Regions from separate parts of the Zea mays genome. Here region 1 is linked to region 2. A link is a contact called in public HiChIP or PLAC-seq data. All regions are on one chromosome and are shown on one strand. The core of a region is the stretch at or near the end of the contact, and the rest is flanking DNA. Distances in the headings are between cores, read along the strand shown. Region 1 holds the start of LOC100304080 (solute carrier family 2, facilitated glucose transporter member 8). Region 2 holds the start of LOC109939172 (sugar transporter ERD6-like 6).

What was found. HiChIP or PLAC-seq counts read pairs in DNA pulled down with a chosen protein or histone mark.
Region 1: a contact with region 2 is called in an H3K4me3 HiChIP or PLAC-seq map of leaf, with 8 times the contacts expected there. The contact joins the promoter of LOC100304080 here to the promoter of LOC109939172 in region 2. A contact is called at or near these places in 11 of 25 Hi-C or Micro-C datasets (bundle sheath, ear, endosperm and 4 more) and 2 of 3 datasets of contacts at active chromatin or transcription factors (leaf and seedling).

Annotation. Positions count from the first base shown.
Region 1 is chr8:72,942,088-72,948,057 of Zm-B73-REFERENCE-NAM-5.0, forward strand. LOC100304080 (solute carrier family 2, facilitated glucose transporter member 8) reads left to right here and starts at 1,463. Exons shown (of 17, transcript NM_001165581.3): 1 at 1,463-1,966; 2 at 2,080-2,169; 3 at 2,883-2,942; 4 at 3,048-3,113; 5 at 3,336-3,401; 6 at 3,517-3,592; 7 at 3,797-3,861; 8 at 3,965-4,057; 9 at 4,222-4,302; 10 at 4,396-4,480; 11 at 4,932-4,978; 12 at 5,057-5,119; 13 at 5,197-5,256; 14 at 5,405-5,470; 3 more. The coding sequence starts at 1,682.
Region 2 is chr8:72,673,140-72,679,508 of Zm-B73-REFERENCE-NAM-5.0, forward strand. LOC109939172 (sugar transporter ERD6-like 6) reads left to right here and starts at 4,959. Exons shown (of 18, transcript XR_004851970.1): 1 at 4,959-5,857; 2 at 5,976-6,065.

The DNA.
Region 1 (5,970 bases), core at 213-2,712, 270 kb after region 2:
GGCAGCCGACCCCGGAGGATTCACGTCTCGCCCGAGGGCCCCCTCAAGCAACGGACACACCTTCGGCTCGCCCGAGGCCCAGTCTTCGCAGAGAAGCAACCTTGGCCAGATCGCCACGCCAACCGACCGTATTGCAAGAGCATTTAATGCGAGGATCGCCTGACACCTTATCCTGACGCGCGCTCTTCAGTCGACAGAGACGAAGTGACCGCAGTCACTTCGCCGCTCCACTGACCGACCTGACAAGAAAACAGCGCCGCCTGCGTCGCTCCGACTGCTGTGCCACTCGACAGAGTGAGGCTGACAACAGCTAAGTCCAGCCTCGGGCGCCATAGGAAGCTCCGCCTCGCCCGACCCCAGGGCTCAACCTCGACGCTGGACGACGGACTCCGCCTCGCCCGACCCCAGGGCTCGGACACAGCCTCGGCCTCGGAAGATGTACTTCGCCTCGCCCGACCCCAGGGCTCGGACTCAACCACGACTTAGAAGACGGAGAACTCCGCCTCGCCCGACCCCAGGGCTCGGACTCAGCCTCGGCTCCGGAAGACGATGGACTCCGCCTCGCCCGACCCCAGAGCTCGGACTCGACCTCGACCTCGGAGGAGCCTCCGCCTCGCCCGACCTAGGGCTCGGACCGACCACGTCATAGGGGGGCCATCATTACCCTACCCCTAGCTAGCTCAGGCTACGGGGAACAAGACCGGCGTCCCATCTGGCTCGCCCGGGTAAACAAATAATGATGGTGCCCCGCGTGCTCCATGACGACGGCGGCTCTCAGCCCCTTACGAAAGCAAGGAGACGTCAACAAGGATTCGATAGTCCCGACAGCTGTCCTTCCACAGGGCCCAAGCGCTCCTCCGACGGCCACGACATCACATGAACAGGGTGCCAAAACCTCTCCGACTGCCACGACGGCATGTACTTAGGGCTCTAGCTCCTCTCTGCTAGACACGTTAGCACACTGCTACACCCCCATTGTACACCTGGACCCTCTCCTTACGCCTATAAAAGGAAGGTCCAGGGCTCTTGTACGAGAAGGTTGGCCGCGCGGGAGAACGGGCCGACGCATAAGGCTCTCTCTCTCCCACGCGAACGCTTGTAACCCCTACTGCAAGCGCATCCATCCGCCCTGGGCGCAGGACAACACGAAGGCCGCAGGTTTCCCCTTACTATTCTCCCCCTTTGTGTCTCGTCTCGCGCCGACCCATCTGGGCTGAGACACGCAGCGACAATTTACTCGTCGGTCCAGGGACCCCGGGGGTTGAAACGCCGACCGCCAACATGCGGCCCACTCGTCGGAGACTGAATGGATGGGAGAGGCATAACCATGGTGCACGCGGTCTACACTAAAGTCTTATAGAGTAGTAGAGATTATATTATGTTTTAGTTATATTTTATATTTAAAGTACCGTGAGGTGAGGGTTGTACTTAAAAACTAGCCAAGCGGCCAAGCGGCGGTTCTGCGCTCTGACATTCGCCTCGGCCTCTCTCGGCCGGCCTCTTCGTTTCCTCCTCCCAGCCGACCGGCCAGCCAGCCAGACCCACCCACCGCCGATCCCCACGCAAGGGGAACAGGAGAGGAAACAAACCCAGCCTCGTACGCGGAAGGCCTGCCTGGTGATCGACGATCGTCGTGCTCGTGGTGGCGGGTCCGGCGTGCGAGCGAGCGAGCGCGGCGCGCATGGCGAGCGACGGCGACCACGGCGGCGCGCTGCAGAAGCCGCTCTTGCCGAAGGCGCCCAGGAGCGGGGGCTGGTTCCGGAAAGGTACGAGCACGGCGCGCCTCGGCGCCGCCGCTGCCGGCACCTCGTCCAAGGCCGCAGCGCTGCGGCCGCCGCACCACGTGCCCGCGCTACTCTGCACGCTCGTCGTCGCGCTCGGCACCGTCCAGTTCGGCTTCACCAGCGGGTACTCGTCGCCGGCGCAGGACGGCGTCACGCGGGACCTCGACCTCTCCATCTCCGAGGTACCTACCTGTACTGTACCTCCTGGCTGCAGCCTCTGCGCCGTGCCTGGCTTCACGATCGGCCTCAAAACCGAACGAGCAAACAACTGACGGAGCTCCGTCGCCCCCCGCAGTTCTCGGTGTTCGGCTCGCTGTCCAACGTGGGCGCCATGGTCGGGGCGATCGCCAGCGGCCAGATGGCCAAGTACGTTGGCCGCAGAGGGGTGAGAACCGAAACCACAGCTCTGCTTCTTCTTTTTTTTTTTCATTTTCTACGACCTTGTTTCCTCGCCGTGCAGAGAGAGAGAGAGAGAGAGAGAGAGAGAGAGAGAGAGAGAGAGAGAGAGAGAGAGAGAGAGAGTTAACAGTAGATTAGACTAAGACTGAGGTGCTGTTTGGTTGCGTAATGCGCAGGTTAAGCGCATAATCTTACCCCGCTACTCCCTACCCGCACACACTGTTTGTTGTTTGGTGGTCTATGATGCCCGTACCTTTTTTTTTTGGGTGTGTTTCTGATGACTCTGTGCAGAGGATTGACAGCACTGCTGGCCACATACTTAAAATTTAATCAGAGTTTATACCAAAGTCAAAAAAACACTAGAGTAGAGTAAGAACTTTTGGTTGCGTAAAGGAAACGCGCACGTCAAGGGATGGACTACGCGCTTTTTTAGCCAGTCATAATAAAAGAAAACGATTCCAAGGTCTCCCTATCCGCGGTGACAAGAAAACTCAATCAGTTAGACTGAGCTTTTCATCGGACGTCTATCCCACCGTCAGTAACATTTCGCACACGCCTTAACGATAACGACCAGGCAAGACAGAGCTGGTTTCACTGCAGACGCTTCCATCGATGGAAGAAGAGACGTTTCGTGCTGAAGCTTCGGTGCTAGCTCTCTTCTACACTAACTGCTAGCTCTGCTTGGTAACTCTTTCGCAGTCACTGATGATTGCGGCGGTTCCGAACGTCATGGGCTGGCTCGCGATCTCCCTGGCAAGGGTATGTCGCTAGTCGCTACTACGTGTGTCGGTTTATCTCCACTCGTTGTCTTCACAGATGACAGCATCGGCTTTGATGGCCGTCAATGTCTGCTCTGCTCTGCAGGACACTTCGTTTCTGTACGTGGGGAGGTTGCTGGAAGGATTCGGTGTCGGCGTCATCTCCTACGTGGTTAGTACTGTGATAAAACTCCATGCCTTGCCTGGTTATATATTATGCGTGCCTTGAGACTACAAGCACTGCCGCTTTTGTGTTTCTTTTAAGCTGGTCTAGTTCTAGACAGACTGATCCATCCCTAGCAGCAAGGTCATTTTCATCGGCATAAGAACAATGGGAGCATGGACACTGGTCACATCATCAGCTAACTTTGGTCTGTGGGTTTTGTGCCACCAGGTGCCGGTATACGTAGCAGAGATATCTCCTCAGAACATGAGAGGAGCTCTTGGCGCCGTGAACCCGGTTCGTTCGCACCCACAAGCGTCTTATCTTTTTTTTTCCTCCCTCCCTCATGATGAGAAACACTTCTTGCTTTTCTTTATGCTGACGTCACTGTGTGCAATTGTTCACTCTGCAGTTGTCTGCAACCTTTGGTGTCGTGTTTGCCGATGTGCTTGGCTTGTTTTTTCCTTGGAGGCTTCTTGCGTTAATAGGTAATGAAACCCTGATGCATTAATAAACCTGATGCTGCTGCTCTTAGCTTGCGTTTCAACTCTCTGATCTGATATCTTAGCTCGCACGATCAGCAACTCCTAAAGAGCTCAGATAGTACAGATGCAGTAGACGAATGTTTTTGGAATTCAGTCCCTACTCGAGATAATTTCTGTCGTGAAGCGTGTGAAATGCCACACTTGCAGGAACCTTGCCCTGCCTACTGTTGATACCTGGACTGTTCTTCATTCCGGAATCTCCAAGATGGCTGGTACACACACACACACACACACAAAAAGCTGGATAATGAACTCTGAATGATCATTGCCAGATTGCAGTCTCCAATGCCCGTTTTTTGCCCCTTGTATCCATAGGCAAGGATGAATATGATGGATGAGTGCGAGGCTTCTCTACAAGTTCTGAGGGGGGTGGACGCTGACATCACTGTAGAAGCGAATGATATAAAGGCACGCACCTGCTTCCACTCATCTAGAATGGATGGATACAGCTTATTTGAAAACAGTCTTCACTCTGTATCATTACTACTATTTCCTTCAACATTTGGTGCATGGCTCCATGTGCTTCATTCTTGTGGAATCGGAGGTGGGATCAACTTTTTAATTTTATGCAGATAGCTGTAGCATCGGCAAACAAAAGTGGTGCAATGAGCTTTCAAGAGTTGAACCAGAAGAAATACCGCACGCCCCTAATTGTAGGTTTGCAACTTTATCTGCTTATATGGGACCAAATTAGTGATCGCATTTCGTAAACTGTCTGCTCATGACAATGCTGCAACCTCTCGCAGCTAGGAATGGGCCTACTTGTGTTGCAGCAGCTGAGTGGAATAAACGGTATAATCTTTTATGCAGGTAGCATCTTCAAAGCTGCAGGTAAGCTGTGCACTTGTTTACTGGCTTGTGGTTTTCGTCTACTAGTTGAGCATCATAACTTTAGCAATGGATTTTTTACTCCTTCCAAATTTGACTGGAGCAGTAGGGTATTACGGAACTGTTTAGCTGTTTACTGAATAAAAAGCGTCAGTCTCTGTTTGGCAATATGCATTTTTTACACATATAGGAATAGTGTAGTAGATTACAAATATCAAAAGAGTTAAAATGGAGTAAAGTGATCTTACTTTTCTCAAGGCCTAGCGCATTATAGTATGTTTTTTTAAAAAACTAATGTATTAGTCCCCTTGTAAGTTGTAACATGGTTTATCATTCTCTGCTTTGATGAATGTTGCCATTTTATTGTTTGTTCCAAGTTCTCCTCTGCATTTGTCTACAACAGTGCCGGTTAACCTTGTTTTGACTGTGAGTTCTAACAATCAAAGCTCTCCAGGGCTCAAGAACAGTAACCTGGACACATGTATACTTGGAGTGATTGCGGCAAGTACCTAATGACTAAATAGACCTGATCTAGTCTCCCAATGTTTTTTCATTAATCTTCTGACAACATTCCATCAGGTTCTTGCCACTGCTGTTACGACCAAGATCTTGGACAGGGCTGGACGGAGAATCCTCCTTATCGTAACGTCTGCTTCCCTCTAAAGCCACTAATCTGTGGTTCTTCTGTAGCTTAACTTAACTATCACTTCAAATTACAGATTTCTTCTTTTGGGATGACCCTAAGCCTTCTTGTGGTTGCTGTTGTATTTTACATCAAGGTAAGTTCAACTTTCTTTGCAAAATTGTAATCTAGTATACTGATGCAATACATGGTTTATGAACATTTTGACACGAAGTGTTGTTGCAGGGTCTCACAACACATTTCACTGAATATTCTTCTTTTTTGTCATGGGCTATTCGTTTCAGGACAATATTTCACATGACTCTGACTTGGGTAACACCTTAAGTATGGTGTCCTTGGTTGGTGTCTTGGTAAGTCTGTCAACTACATTTTATATGAACATTGCTTTCTAAATTTGGAATCTATGCCGTAATTTTTTGCCCAAATACTTTGTTCAGGCTTATGTCACTGCCTACTCCTTTGGTATGGGTGCCATTCCATGGATCATAATGGCTGAGGTATAGTCACATATAACTAATTTAGCTCATAAGATGCTTGAGGCACATGATGAAAGGATTCTAAATGAAGGCTTAATCTCGAAACTTTGCATATTGGCAGATCCTTCCAGTTAGCATCAAGAGTGTGGCAGGAAGCTTTGCGACCCTAGCCAACTGGTTGACATCCTTTGGAATAACAATGACAGCAAATTTGCTTCTGTCCTGGAGTGCTGCAGGTCCATATATGCATTTGTGTCGGTCTCTTGTGTAGTGTAGGATCGCATATGAATTACCAAACCTTACAAGTTACATTTGTTTCCAAATCGTGCAGGTACATTTGCCTTCTACATGATGGTGAGTGCTTTCACTCTCGT
Region 2 (6,369 bases), core at 3,709-6,208:
TAGGAATTTCTTTTGATGTCTTGCTTACATAGCTTATAAATATACCTTTGATCATGTCTCTTTTATATGCCATGACTAATGTGTTTTCAAGTGAATTTCAAACCAAGTCATAGGTATATTGAAAGGGAATTGGAGTCTTCGGCGAAGATAAAGGCTTCCACTCCACTCCATAACTCACCCTTCACCGTCGCTCCGAGCAACTCTTCGTCTTTGGTATAATCTTCACTCATACATTATTTACCAAAGCGAGAGAAAGTAGTTAAAAGGGCTTATATTTCACTCAAAGTATCTGTTTTTGGCGATTCATACCAAAGAGGGAGAAAGTATTCGCCCAAAGCAAAAGGACCGCACCACCACCACCTTATTTTAAAAAGAGTTTTTTTCAAATTGGTATCTTATTGTGTTCAAAAGGGGAAGAAAGTAATATTTTCAAAATTAATATCTTAAAACCCTCTTGAACACTAAGAGGAGGATCTTATATAGGGGGAGTTTTGTTTAAGTCAAAGGAAAAGCATTTGAAACAGGGGGATAAAATTTCAAATCTTGAAAATGCTTCTCAAAATCTTATTCATTTACCTTTGACTATTTGCAAAAGGACTTTGAAAAGAATTTACAAAAGAATTTGCAAAAACAAAACATGTGGTGCAAGCGTGGTCCAAAATGTTAAAAATGAAGAAACAATCCTTGCATATCTTATGTGAATTTATATTGGCTCAATTCTAAGTAACCTATGCGCTTACATTATACAAACTAGTTCAATTATGCACTTCTATACTTGCTTTGGTTTGTGTTGGCATCAATCACCAAAAAGGGGGAGATTGAAAGGAAATTAGGCTTACACCTATTTCCTAATTGATTTTGGTGGTTGAATTGCCCAACACAAATAATTGGACTAACTAGTTTGCTCTAGTCTATAAGTTTTACAGGTGCCAAAGGTTCACAATAAGCCAATAAAAAGACCAAGAAAAGGGTTCAAACAAAGAGAGCAAAATACAACCCAAAGGCACCCTGGTCTAGCGCACCGGACTGTCCGGTGTGCCACCGGAAAGTGTCCGGTGCACCAGGGCACTCGAGGCTGAACTCTTCACCTTCGGGAAATTCAGAGGGTGCTCCGCTATAATTCATCGGACTGTCCGCTGAGTCACCGGACAGTGTCCGGTGCACACCAGACTGTCCGGTGTGCCAGCGGAGCAACGGCTACTTCGCGCGCAACGGTCGTCTGCAAACACATTCAATGCACTACAGTGCGCGCCAGAGTCAGAGCAGCGATAGACGGCGCACCGGACACTCTACAGTGCCTGTCCGGTGCACCACCGGACAGCCCAGAGGCCCCACAAGTCAGAGCTCCAACGGTCGAACCCCAACGGTCTGCTGACGTGGCTGGCGCACCGGACAGTGTCCGGTGGCGCACCGGACTGTCCGGTGCGCCATGCGACAGCACACTTCCAACGACCATTTTTGGTGGTTGGGGCTATAAATACCCCAACCACCCCACATTCAAGGCATCCAAGCTTTCACACTTCTACACCTTACAAGAGCTATAACATTCAATACAAGACACACCAAAGAGATCAAATACTCTCCCAACTCCACACAAAGCTTTAGTGATTAGAGAGAGAGAGATTTGTTGTGTTCATTTGAGCTCTTGCGCTTGGATTGCTTCTTTTCTTTCTCATTCTTCTTGTGACAAACTCAATTGTAACCAAGGCAAGAGACACCAATTGTGTGGTGGTCCTTGCGGGGACTTTGTGTCCCGTTTGATTGAGAAGGAGAAGCTCACTCGGTCTAAGTGACCGTTTGAGAGAGGGAAAGGGTTGAAAGAGACCCGGTCTTTGTGACCACCTCAACGGGGAGTAGGTTTGCAAGAACCGAACCTCGGTAAAACAAATCATCGTGTCACACTCTTTATTTTCTCACGATTTGTTTTTGTGCCCTCTCTCCCGAACTCGTTTATATTTCTAACGCTAACCCGGCTTGTAGTTGTGCTTAAGTTTATAAATTTCAGATTCGCCCTATTCACCCCCCCTCTAGGCGACTTTCACTATCTCTAGTCGTCGTGGTTTAAAGGTACGCGGTTGTTGCGGGTCTTGAGTATGATCGAACCGTCCGCTGGAATTCTCCGGATCGTCCGGCGTGGTCTCGGACCGTCTGCGCCTGTGCATCGGACCGTCCAAGATGCGCAGCATGGGCTCCTACTTCTGCCCCTTGGTCTGCGCTTGCCCCCTAGTGCTGGAGGTCGTGATGATCACCTTAAGAGTCTCCCCTCCATCGGGAGTCTTCTCGGCCACCACTTTTCTGCAAGAAATTTTATGATTCCCATCTATCTCTCTTGTGTTGCCGATGATTATCTCTTTGTCTTTGCCCTTATCGGCTGTGTTTGGCCGAACCAGGATCCTGTTGCCCTCAAAATCGATCATGTTCATCGGAAAGGGCTCCGTGTCCACCTGCATTTCCTGAAATTTCAATCGTCCTTCGTTAATGGCCGATTGAATCTGTCGACGGAATACATTACAATCATTAGTGGCATGAGAAAATGAGTTATGCCACTTGCAGTATGCACGGCGTTTCAGCTCGTCGACGGATGGAACAGTGTGATTTATTCTAATGTTGCCATTTTTGAGTAATTCATCAAATATTTTATCACATTTACCGACATTAAATATAAACTTAACCTCCTCTTGCCGTTTCTTTTGAACCGGCTGCAAGTTTGGCCTGTTTTGGCCAAACCATTTCAGCCGCGTATACCTCTGCTGATTCGTCATCCGAGCTACTCTGGTCGCACTCTACTATATGCACATTGTGACGAATTGTTTTAGTAGTTTCTTTGCTCCAGCTCTCACAAGCCAAAGCTCTTTGATGTAATTGTGCTAGCGTAAAGAACTGGATACCTTCTATTCTTTCTTTTAAATAATATCATAGTCCATTGAAGGCTAATCCTGCTAGCTGTTTTTCCGCTAATTGTATTTGGAAGCATCGGTTTCTTGTATCCCGGAATCTCCGGATATAGTCATTAACCGATTCGTCTTTCCCCTGTCGCAAGGCCACTAGGTCTACCAAATCTAACTCATAGTCACCGGAGAAAAAGTGGTCATGAATTTTTTGTTCTAACTCCCCCCATGACAAAATAGAATTAGGAGGTAAAGTGGCGTACCATGCGAACGCGGTTCCTATTAAAGATAATGAAAATAAACACACGCGAAATGCTTCTGTGTCGGCCAATTCTCCTAATTCTTGGTCACCCGAAATTTTTGCGAATTCGGGTATCCTGGTGCCCTGGGGGTATGGGTGGTGATCAAATCGGCTGTCATAAGGTTTCTGATATGATTGCCCCCCAGACACCATGCTTACTCCGATCTTATCTTGGAACGCCCCGGCTATTTCCTCCCTCACTATATCGATGGCAGCCGGTGGGAGACCACCGACTCTCTAGTTAAACATAGGTGGGGTTGGCTGGATATTAGCATGTTGTCTTTCCCCCCATTGGTTTGAGCTATGTGGTGCATTGCCATTTACCCTATCTGGCTCATAGGATTGATCGTTTCTTTCCGGCCTTCTAGGCGGGGCTAGAAAGTTCTCCTGGGCTCGGGATTTTGTATTAATGGGCTGATGCATTGCATAGTGTGATGGGAAGTGTTGCTGGGACGGGTGAGAATTCAGGTAATAATCCTTCTCAAAAAACTCATGTACGGACTGTCCGGACATGTACCCGGACCGTCCGTGATTATATGCGGACCGTTTGTCATTGTATGCGGACGGTCCGACCTGGTAGTTTAGATTCTGTGTCATATGTTGTGGCTCGGGTGCATGCTGGGTAACTCATTAAAAATGGGCCCGGCCGTTGCTGGCCCGGACGGTCCGCGCTCACGTGCGGACGGTCCGGGCATGTGCAGATCGCTTGATTTACTGTCGATTTGTGGTTGCTCAGGGTATGTGTCCATCGACATCCCATAAAGGGGTTGTAACTGGTCGTGACAACCTATAGCCGATGTATTACGCGTGTTACCCTATAATTCAACCTCGTGCGAAGGAAAATTTGCGATACTAGATTTATCAAATGCACGTACTAGTCTCCTATAATCGTTTTGCATACCCCTATGATATTTTGCATTTGTTCTCGTTGTTCATCTACATAATTCTTAAGAGATTGTAGCTCGTTTGTATTACTTACATTGGGTCGGAGCGAAGCCGGATCCGTCGCCCGTTGTCGGACGACTTTATTGTTCCTGTCCACCTTGAAGTTAGCCAAAAACTTCGCTTTTGCCTCTTGTATCAGATGCTCCTTGTGCTCCTCGAACTGGAGTTGTTCGTCAGCCGGCAAGGTTTCCCAAGTCGGCTCTATAATGTTGTTGGGGGAGACTTCAGAACTATCCATTGAACCGGCCATTGAGGGCCGATTTGATAGGTCTAGATGTGTGTTCCCCAGCGGAGTCGCCAAAAAGTATGTTGACACTTTTTTCGGGCGCCAATCACTCAACACGAACCAGCGGCGGTGCTCTCTGCACAGGGGCGGACGGTGCGGCCTGGTGCGAGGCTAGGATTTCCTGCCTGACGACTGGACGGTCCGCGCCCTGGGACCGGACGGTCCGCGCGTGCGCAAGGGCGGCGGAAGATCGTCGGTGGCGCCTGGATCTCGCTCTCAGGAGGGACCCTGTCGGGGAGGAGAGATCCTAGGTGATGTATAGGCTCGGCAGGCCGACCTAGACTTCTCTAATTGACGTAGAGTCGAAGAGAAGCGAAGAATTTGAAGATTGTAAGACTAACCTAGAACAGAGTAGAACTACTCCTAAGAATAAATGTAAATTGTATTGATTGAGGGTTCGATTGATTGATTAAATTGGCCGTATTTCTCTACTTTTATAGAGAAGAGGGGCTGGATCGTTACCAACAAAATTCCAAGCTTATTCCGAGGAAACTCAGAACCCTAATTTATTCTGCGCTTGCGCGGACCATCCGGTCCAAATCGGGACACTCATTTTGGCACCCAACAGTACGCAAGTCAGCGGCTGCGAGGGCAAGGACGGCGGCAGGAAGCAGAGGAGAGGAGCGCGAGGAAGCAAGTGTAGATGGCGTCGACAGCGGAGGTCTCGAGCTGCTTGCTGATAGAGGATGGAGCGCGCGAGGGAGTGGAACGGAGGGGGAGGCGGCGAAGGTGGGGATCTCACTGGAGGCAATGACCGTGGCGAGAAGGGAGTCGCCGACTAGGCAAGGCGTCCAGGAGGCCGGACGCCGAGTCCTGTCGCCTCGCCTCGCCTGTGACAGTGACAGTAGTCACAGTGCCGAGAAACGGCAAAACAACACGGCCAACATGACATGTGGATGATGAGCTGGTAGTCATGTCCAGCTCAGCTCAGAAATGGGACCCCGGCGAGACCTGCCGCCTATCACGAGTTTCACGACGGCGACTCGGCTTGCCCATTCAATGGAGGTGGTGGGTCTCCCCCGTTTCGTCTCCTGCCATTCGTCCTCCTCCTCCCCTGTCTCTCTCTCCATCCATCCAATCCCACCTGGAGAAAAACGAGACAAATCAAATCTCGCCGCGAGTTGGGCGCTGAGCGCGGGCGCCATGGCGAGCAACAGCGCGCCCGGCGCCGGCTACGAGTGCGGCAGCGACAACGACGGCGGGCTGCACAAGCCGCTGCTGCCCAACAGCGGGAGCTGCCAACGGACGGGGTCGCGCCAGCCCAGCCTCAACGCCGCCGGCACCTCCTCCAGGGCCGTCCTGCGCGAGTCCCACGTCTCCGCCTTCCTCTGCACGCTCATCGTCGCGCTCGGCCCCATCCAGTGCGGCTTCACAAGCGGCTACTCCTCGCCGACGCAGGACGGCATCATCCGGGACCTCAACCTCTCCATCTCCGAGGTACCTCCTGGCTGCAGTTTCTACGTCCTAACGCTAGCTTTGTCTTCACGCTCGGCTCGGCGCGTTCGTCTCAAAATCAAACGAACAAATAATTGATGGAGCTCCGTCGCCTCCCCAGTTCTCGGCGTTCGGTTCGCTGTCCAACGTGGGCGCCATGGTCGGGGCGATCGCCAGCGGCCAGATGGCCAAGTACATTGGCCGGAGAGGGGTGAGAAACAACTCTGCTTTCTTCATTTTTCTACGACTTGTTTCCTTGCAAATGTCTCAGAAAATTGTTCTGTCAGTTTCGTGGTCTATGCTGCTCGGGCCCATTTTTGGGTGGGTGGTTTTGATGACTCTGTGCAGAGAGGGTCGACAGCACCACTGGCCACTATCCACTACTTAAATTTATCACGTTTTCTATATTTAATATGCCTAAATTTTAAAGATGATTTCAAGCAACACCTTTATACCACCAATAAATTGTTATTTTTGCGATTTTTATTTGTCTTTTGTGGCATTGTATATCAATT